Linked DNA regions of Macaca mulatta: region 1 is linked to region 2. A link is a contact called in public Hi-C data. All regions are on one chromosome and are shown on one strand. Each heading gives the region's core, a stretch centred on a gene start, on an enhancer-like site or on the middle of the called end of the contact. The rest is flanking DNA. Distances are from core to core; before and after follow the strand shown. Region 1 has its middle 6.1 kb from the start of SPATA7. Region 2 overlaps KCNK10 (potassium two pore domain channel subfamily K member 10).

What was found. Hi-C and Micro-C count contacts between places; a contact is called where the count stands out from the background.
Region 1: a Hi-C map of fetal cortical plate shows a contact between it and region 2, with 2.9 times the contacts expected there. The contact joins two enhancer-like sites. A contact is called at or near these places in 2 of 14 Hi-C or Micro-C datasets (fetal cortex germinal zone and fetal cortical plate).

Annotation. Positions count from the first base shown.
Region 1 is chr7:161,606,898-161,611,048 of T2T-MMU8v2.0, forward strand. No RefSeq gene overlaps it. Among named protein-coding and RNA genes, the nearest start is that of SPATA7, 6.1 kb to the right of the region's middle. Within about 2 kb of position 2,399, at least 5 of the 40 cell types and tissues checked have an H3K27ac peak or open chromatin away from gene starts, as enhancers often do. A contact at or near this core is called in fetal cortical plate, where this site is marked.
Region 2 is chr7:161,431,260-161,435,053 of T2T-MMU8v2.0, forward strand. The region is part of intron 4 of KCNK10 (potassium two pore domain channel subfamily K member 10); the gene reads right to left. Among named protein-coding and RNA genes, the nearest start is that of KCNK10, 130 kb to the right of the region's middle. Within about 2 kb of position 1,317, at least 9 of the 40 cell types and tissues checked have an H3K27ac peak or open chromatin away from gene starts, as enhancers often do. A contact at or near this core is called in fetal cortical plate, where this site is marked.

The DNA.
Region 1 (4,151 bases), core at 1,149-3,648, 180 kb after region 2:
TGCTAGCAAATATGAGGCCTTATTTATTCTTTCTAACTATTTTTTGTACTCATTAACCATCCCCATTTCCCCCTCCAACCCTGTTACCCTTCCCAGTCTCTGGTAACCATCGTTATACTCTCTGTCTCCATGAGTTCAATTGTTTTGATTTTTAAATCACAAATAAGTGAAAATATATGAAGTTTGTCTTTCCATGCCTGGCGTATTTCAGTTAATATAATGACGTCCAGTTCTATCCACGTTGTTGCAAATAACAAAATCTCATTCCTTTTTATGACTGAATAGTACTGCATTGTGTATATGTACGTTTTCTTTATCCAGTCATCTTGTCGTTGTTGTTGTTGAGACAGAGTCTCGCTCCGTCACCCAGGCTGGAGTACAGGAGCGCGATCTCGGTTCACTGCAACCTCTGCCTTCTGGGTTCAAGCGATTCTCCTGCCTCAGCCTCCTGAGTAGCTGGGATTATAGGCACTGCCAACACGCACAGCTAATTTGTGTGTGTGTGTGTGTGTGTGTGTGTGTGTGTGTGTGTATTTTTAGTAGAGACAGGGTTTCACCATGTTGATCAGGTTGGTTTTGAACTCCTGACCTCAAGTGATCTGCCCACCTAGGACTGCAAAGTGCTAGGATTACAAGCATGAGCCACCATGCCCGGCCTATCCATTCATCTTTTGATGGACACTTAAGTTGCTTCCAAATCTTGGCTATGGTACATAGTACTGCAACAAACTTCAGAGTGCAGATATCTCTTCAATATTCTGATTTCCCTTCTTTTGGGTATATACGCTGCAGTTGGATTGCTGATTTATATGGTAGCAGTATTTTTAGTTTTTTGATGAATGTCCAAACTGTTCTCCATAGAGGCTGTACTAATTTACATTCCCACCAACAAGGTACAGATGTTCCCTTTACTCCACCTCCTTGCCAGCATACGTCACTGCCTGTCTTTCAGATAAAAGCCATTTTAACTGAGGCAAGATGATAGCTCATTGTAATTTTGACTTGCATTTCTCTGAGGATTTATGTATCTGTTGTATGTTTTTTGATTTGAGGTTACCATGAGGCTTGCAAATACTATCTTGTATTTATTATCATTAATTATTTTAAGCTAATAACAACTTAACACAGCTTGCATAAACAAACAAGCAAAAAAAACACAAAACAATAAAAATTCTACACTTTAACTTCATCCCCCAGCTTTTTAACTTTTTGTTGTATCTATTTATATCTTATTGCACAGTCTATGTCTTCGAAAGTTGTAATTATTATTTTTGATTTCATCTTTTAGTCTTTCTACTTTAGGGTACTTTACACTCTACAGTTACAGTGTCATAATTTTCTGTGTTTTCCTGTATATTGACTACTACCAGTGAGTTTTGTACCTTCAGATGATTTCTTATTGCTCACTAATGCCCATTTCTTTCTGATTGAGGTACTCTCTTTAGGGGAGTACTTGTAAGACAAGTCTTGTGTTAATGAAATCCTTCAGCTTTTGTTTATCTGGCAAGGTCTTTATTTCTCCTTCATGTCTAAAGAATATTTTCACTAGATATATGATTCTGGGGTAAAAGTTTTTTTTTCTTCAGCACTTTAAATATGTCATGCCACTCTCTCCTGGCCCGTAAGGTTTCCACTGAAAAGTTGGCTGCCAGATGTATTAGAGCTCTAGTGTATGTTACTTGTTTCTTTTTCTTGCTGCTTTTAGGATTCTTTCTTTATCCTTGACCTTTAGGGGTTTGATTATTATATGCCTTGAAGTAGTTTTCTTTGGATTAAATCTGCTTGGTGTTCTGTGGCCTTCTTGTACCTTGTACTTGGATAGTGACATCTTTCTCTAGGTTTCGAAAGTTCTCTTTTATTATTTCTTTGAATAAACTTTCTATCCCTATCTCTTTTTCTACCTCATCTTTAAGGCCAATAACTCTTAGATTTTCCCTTTTGAGGCTATTTTATAGATCTTGTAAGCATGTTTCATTATTTTTTATTCTTTTTTCTTTTGTCTCCTCTGACTGTGTATTTTCAAATTGCCTGTCTTCAAGCTCTGTAATTCTTTCTTCTGCTTGATCAATTCTGCTGTTAAGATACTCTGATTCTTCATCAGCTGTGTAGCCTGGGGTTGGTGAGGGGGGACAAACGGGGAGGGGTGCAAGCATGCTCTTAGCTTCCCCAGCTGGTGTCCTAATAGGTCATATGTCCCACCCTCCAACCCAATCTACTGGCTCTGCGCCCAGCTCAACACTAGGACTTGCTTAGGAATTGAAGTTCTTGTGACCTAAACTGCCCCTCAAGTTCACTTAGGGCCCCAGTGCCTCCAGCCCACAGTGACAAGGCTTGCCAGAACTCAAGCTCCAACTGCTGAAATGGACAATTACCCTCTGCCTTGGGCCGGTCCAAATGCCCCCTCCATGGGCAGGCATCAGCTGAGTACAGCTCAGTTCGCCTTCTGCTGTGTTGGGGCAGCACTGAGTCTAATGCAAAGCCTCATGATCGCTGTGCTCCCCCTCTCTGAAGCACAGAGACTGTCTGTACCAGGCAGCTGCTGCTGGGGAATGGGGGAGGAGAGAGGGGTAGCATCAGCAATTTAAGACTGTCTTTCCTACCCTCTTTGGTGCCTCTTTCAGTGATGTGAAATCAAAGCCAGGCACTGAGAGTGCTCTCTTGATTTTTCATTCCTAGGAAGGTTACTCCCTTTGTGTAGACAGTTGTCAAGCTAGGTGTTCCTGAGAAGGGATGACTGGTGGAGCCTTCTATTCAGCTATCTCACTCCACCCCTCCCCTGGAGTCACTTTTTAAAATGTTTGTCAGTTGCACATTACATATTGCTTGAATAAGATTTGTAAGTAATACTGCCTTGGCATGGCTGCTTTCCTCACAGGGATGGAGCTTAAAACTTTCCTAAAGCCCCCTCTAGTGACAAACAGCAAATTAATCCATTATTTCATAACATGCTAATACCCCCAAGCTCTAAAGTTCCATTTCCTCATTCAGTTATTAGATGAATCAATTGCTACATTATTTCAATTAGAGAATGACTGAGAAATAGTTAATAGTTCAAATTCTTAAGCATTCTTAAGTCCCCAAAACCTAAGCAATTTTGTTTTGAGATTGAGGTTAGCACAGTGCACATTCAAGTCTATAATTTTACTCTGCCCTCATACATATAAGTTTTTAAAATTCCCTAAATTTCCTTCATTTTTGTCTTTCAGGAACTTTAAGGATTAAAATATGTTTGCAATAACTCAACAAATAGAAAAATGTTGTTTTGATCTTTGACTTCTTGTTGTTTTCACTGTATTTACTGGAACATTTTCTAAACACAGAAATATAAATTCCAGGAATCCTCTGAATTATGAAACTAGGGGTCATTCATAAAGACATGGATTAAATGTATAACAATAACATAATATTTAAAATAATAATATATAATAAAACAGAATAAACAATAAACTATATATTATTTGCATAACTATAGGTTATGGTATTAAAATATATAGTTTATTTCATTTATATAAAATTGAAATATATATTTTCAATTATATAAAAGCCCATTTCCAAAGGGCTTAAAGCTCTTCCAATAAGACAGGTCTAATTGAACCATTAAAAGAAGAGTAGAAGAATGGAAGTCATATTCCTAATAAAGGGAATTAAAGAGATAAATTTTTAAAAGTCCATGAATATTTATTTGCAACTGAGCACAAATCTTAGTTTTGAGGTTCCAGTAAGCTAATACTAAAAAAGAAACCCAATAATTGGCTAGTTCATGCAAATTCATTAAGGGAAACAAAGTATTTCCGTCTAAAATACACATATGGGTCAGGCACAGTGACTCACGCCTGTATTCCCAGAACTTTAGGAGGCTGAGGCAGGGGGATCACTTCAGGCCTGGAGTTTCAGTTTCAGAACAGCCTGGCCAACACAGCGAAACCCTGTCTCTACTAAAAATACAAAAATTATCCAGGTGCGGTGACTCACCCCTGTAATCCAGCACTTTGGGAGGCCAAGGCAGGCGGATTGCGTGTGCTCAGGAGTTCAAGACAGCCTGAGCAACACGGTGAAACCCCATCTCTGGTAAAATACAAAAGAAATTAGCCGGACGCGGTGGCATGCACCTGTAGTCCCAGCTACTTAGGAGGCTGAGGCAAGAGGACTGC
Region 2 (3,794 bases), core at 67-2,566:
TCAATCTAAATGAGGTTGAGGTTGGCAAAAGAGGACTGCAAGTACGTAGGAAGCTGGAGACGTTCCTGGACTTCAGGAGATGGGCAGGAGGGAAGATGGGGAAGGACAGGGGTGGATTTGTTTGATGGCAGACAAGGAGGTGTATAACAAATGCTAGATCGTGGCATCTTAATTGCATCATCTACCAGAGACTTTATCAGCAAGATAAACACTTCACCATTACTCATTGCCCAGGCTAACAAGTGTGTTCTTGGGCTGCTTCTCCCAGACATCCAAGGGTGATGCTCAGAGAATGTTTGGAGCATTTAATTATCAGGGTATTTTAGGGACTTAAGAAATGAGTGTCTTGCATGTGTATATGTGTGTAGGTGGATGAAAATATGTGTATACCCATACTTCGCTATAAAAAGAAGTGCTGTGGGTGTAAGGTTTTAGCAATATCTGTTATTCTGGATACCCATGTTTTTGCTGCCCTCTAGGTATTAAAAAAAAAAAAAGTTGCCTTAATTGAACATTTTAAATTGCAGCTTTCACAATGGAATCACAAACCATCTCATGTACCGTGTGATGATCTTCAGTTTTCTTATCTCCATTAGTCCTGTAACTGTTCACTACTGCTGAAAAGCCATAATAGTGTTTAAGAACACAGAGTCTAGGCAAAGACTGCCTGAGACACATCCCATTCCCATTGCTAAATAGCTGAGTGACCTTAGGCAAGTTTCTTAACCTCTCTGTGCATTAGGGTTTTTTTCTCTATAAAATGGAGATATGAAACCCCACCTTATCAGATTGTTTGGAAGATTAAACAAGTGTGTAAACACTTAGCACAGTGCCTGGTTAATATTCAATGCTTGTTAACAGGCCATTTTAATGTAAATGCTCAAATTTTTCCTTAGACGTAGACAGTCCCAGGTTTAATGCTTCTCTTTGCCATTGAGGAATGTTCCCTCATACGTGGCTTGAGATAATCTTTGTTTAGCTTCAGGAGTTTGCTGCTGGTTGTCTTTTCCTGGATATATTGTATACCTCATTGTCAATGACAAAAAATGTCCTCATTCTCCTTTGGTTCTTCTTGCCAACTCTGCTTTGAGCTCTCAGACAGTCTCAGCTCACAATCTTGGAAGCTTTTTTATTTGTCTTCCAATTAATTCCACCCTACTTCCAAAACCCCAGGCTCAGCCACCTCCCCATCCCATTTTTCATCATCCTTCAGAAACTGCCAAGAATTGCAGATAATGTTTGCAATGTTAGGAACCAGCTGCAGAGGGATTCTGAGAGGCACAAACCTCGCTCTCCCTGCCTCCCTGCCACTCCCCCTGCCACTTACAGTATGGAGCTGTGTTTCCACGGTGGGGTTGCTAGGCAAAATTGCATTGCTTACTTACCAGTAAGCAGAGCCGCTAGCAGAAAGCTCTGTGAGAGCCCAGATCGAACTAAGCTAATGTGTCCTTAGGCTAACAAAACTGTTATCAGGGAAGAGATGGTCTGATATGACATTTGGGTAGAACTGATAGGATGGTTGTGTACTTCTGTCTAAATCATGTTTTCACACATTGTTGATTGGTTAGACTAGAGCGCGTGTTCTTCCCTTCTCTTTACACAAACAGTATTTTGCAAAACTATCTCCCATATCTGATTGATACAAACTATAGGAATTTCTGAAGTACTCAAAACCCATCTCCTGTAGAGTTGTTCATTCAGTTGTTAAAATTATATGTGCAATTGTTCCAAAGACCAAGTAAGCTTCTAAACAGGAGGAGAGGGAGCCAGTTCTAAGAGCTCTCTTTTGAGAGCTTATGGACTGACAATTTGGGAAGTGTTTACTTGTTTCAGGCCTCAGAGGGCTAAGCCACATGTCCAATTCTCATTAAGCATAATTCTCCGCCTGTTTTTGTTTACTTCCACAATGTTATTTTGGAGAGCATGTATATTTCCATTCATTTGTGGGCTATTTTTTTCATTTAATTTTTACCCACTCTTTAATCCCCATTGTTTGCATCTTTATGTAATTTCTTAGAATTCTGAGATTAACAATTCAGATTGTTTTGTCTGGCTGGGAAATTACTTATTCGTTGTGATTTCTAGCCAGGATGTCGGGGATTTTACTCAAGAATAAAGACACTGCAGTAAAAATCCTAAGGCAGAAGCTAAACATGCAGAGCTCGATTTATGGCTTGGTTTGTTGAAATGCAAACACATCACCATAGTAATACAACTGAACTGAGGATAATTTCTCAAAATGGAAAAATAATGGGAACTGCCTAGTAAGAGGACTGACTTCATTTTCTTATAACATGTTTTCTTCCAAGATTTATTTTAGAAGGTTCACTTACAACTAATAATTTCAAAATCACAATGAATGGCCTTGTGGCACTAGCAATTCTATAAACTATGAGTAGAGCTTTTAAACATCTTTGCCTAAAATCTCCATGGTAGAGATGCCATAAGCACACATTAGTGAGAATAGTGAAGTGAAACCTTCATGAAGCCTACTGAAAAAGTCCCACTCAAAAGCTGAATACACAAATGGATCATATCTACACACACAAAGAAAGTTTATCTCCAGCTTCTGACTCTGAGTCATGTTGCATGACACCTATGACAGACTGGCCAGTTCAGTACTCTGCTGGTTTCACAATGCAAAGTTTTTGAAAAAGATGTTGGTATATACGGGTAAATTGTTTTTATCACTAGACTACCAATATAGGTGCATCTGGGATGGGAAAAAAAGAAAATTCACAAATAATAAAAACTCAGGCCAGGCGTGGTGGCTCACGCCTGTAATCCCAGCTCTTCGGAAGGCTAAGTTCAGGAGTTCAAGACCTGCCTGGCCAACATGGGGAAACCCCATCTCTACTAAAAAATACAAAAATTAGCTGGGCATGTTGGCAGATGCCTGTAATCCCAGCTACTTAGGAGGCTGAGGCAGGGAGAATTGCTTGAACCTGGGAGGTGGAGGTTGCAGTGAGCCAAGATTGCGCCATTGCACTCCAGCCTGGGCAACAGAGAGAAACTCCATCTTAAAAAAAAAAAAAAAAAATCAACTGTTCCACTGTAAGAAGACTTTAATTAAAATTTTCGAAAGTTTTCTATTCTGAAAAACTGGTGACTGTTAACATTTGAAGATAATATGCTATTGGAACACAAGATTTGGCATTTAATTCATTCTGCACATAATTATTTAAGACGTTTATATGTCAGGGACCATTCTAGTTGCAAGGGACATGGCAGTTCAAGGGAAGGAGGGAGGGAAGGAAGGAAGAAACAGAAGGAGGGAAAGAGGGAAGAGAAAGAGAAAGAGAGTAGAAAGGAGAAAAAAAGAAAAGAAAAAGTTCCTTCCTCTTGCACACAAAGTCCAGAGGGAAGATCTGAGCCTTTGGCTGAAAAAGTCTGTGTGGCACTGTCCATGGTGCCCCACCCTGGTAGATATTGAAGGCAAAGCTTAGTACCTAATGACACCTGGGTGACCAAATATATCACCTGGGAGAGAAGAAAGGAAAGAATAACATTCTTGTAGCTCTGGCATGTGGAATATAAAAGCATGCCAACTGTAATGGACGATCTTCAAATCTCTGTTAGTTGGGCATTCAGAAGATATGTCTCAGAGGCAGGAATAATTCATAAGCGATCACACCACATGTAGAAAACATCCAGACAAATCCTTAACTGAAGAAGGGTCCATCTCTTTGGTTGAAGTGTGAAAGAAAGCCCATGGAAAGGTAAGGAGAATGGGACACCTGCTGATGAGCCACACCAACTGAGTAACTCCTGACAATCCCAAAAGATGTCCCTCC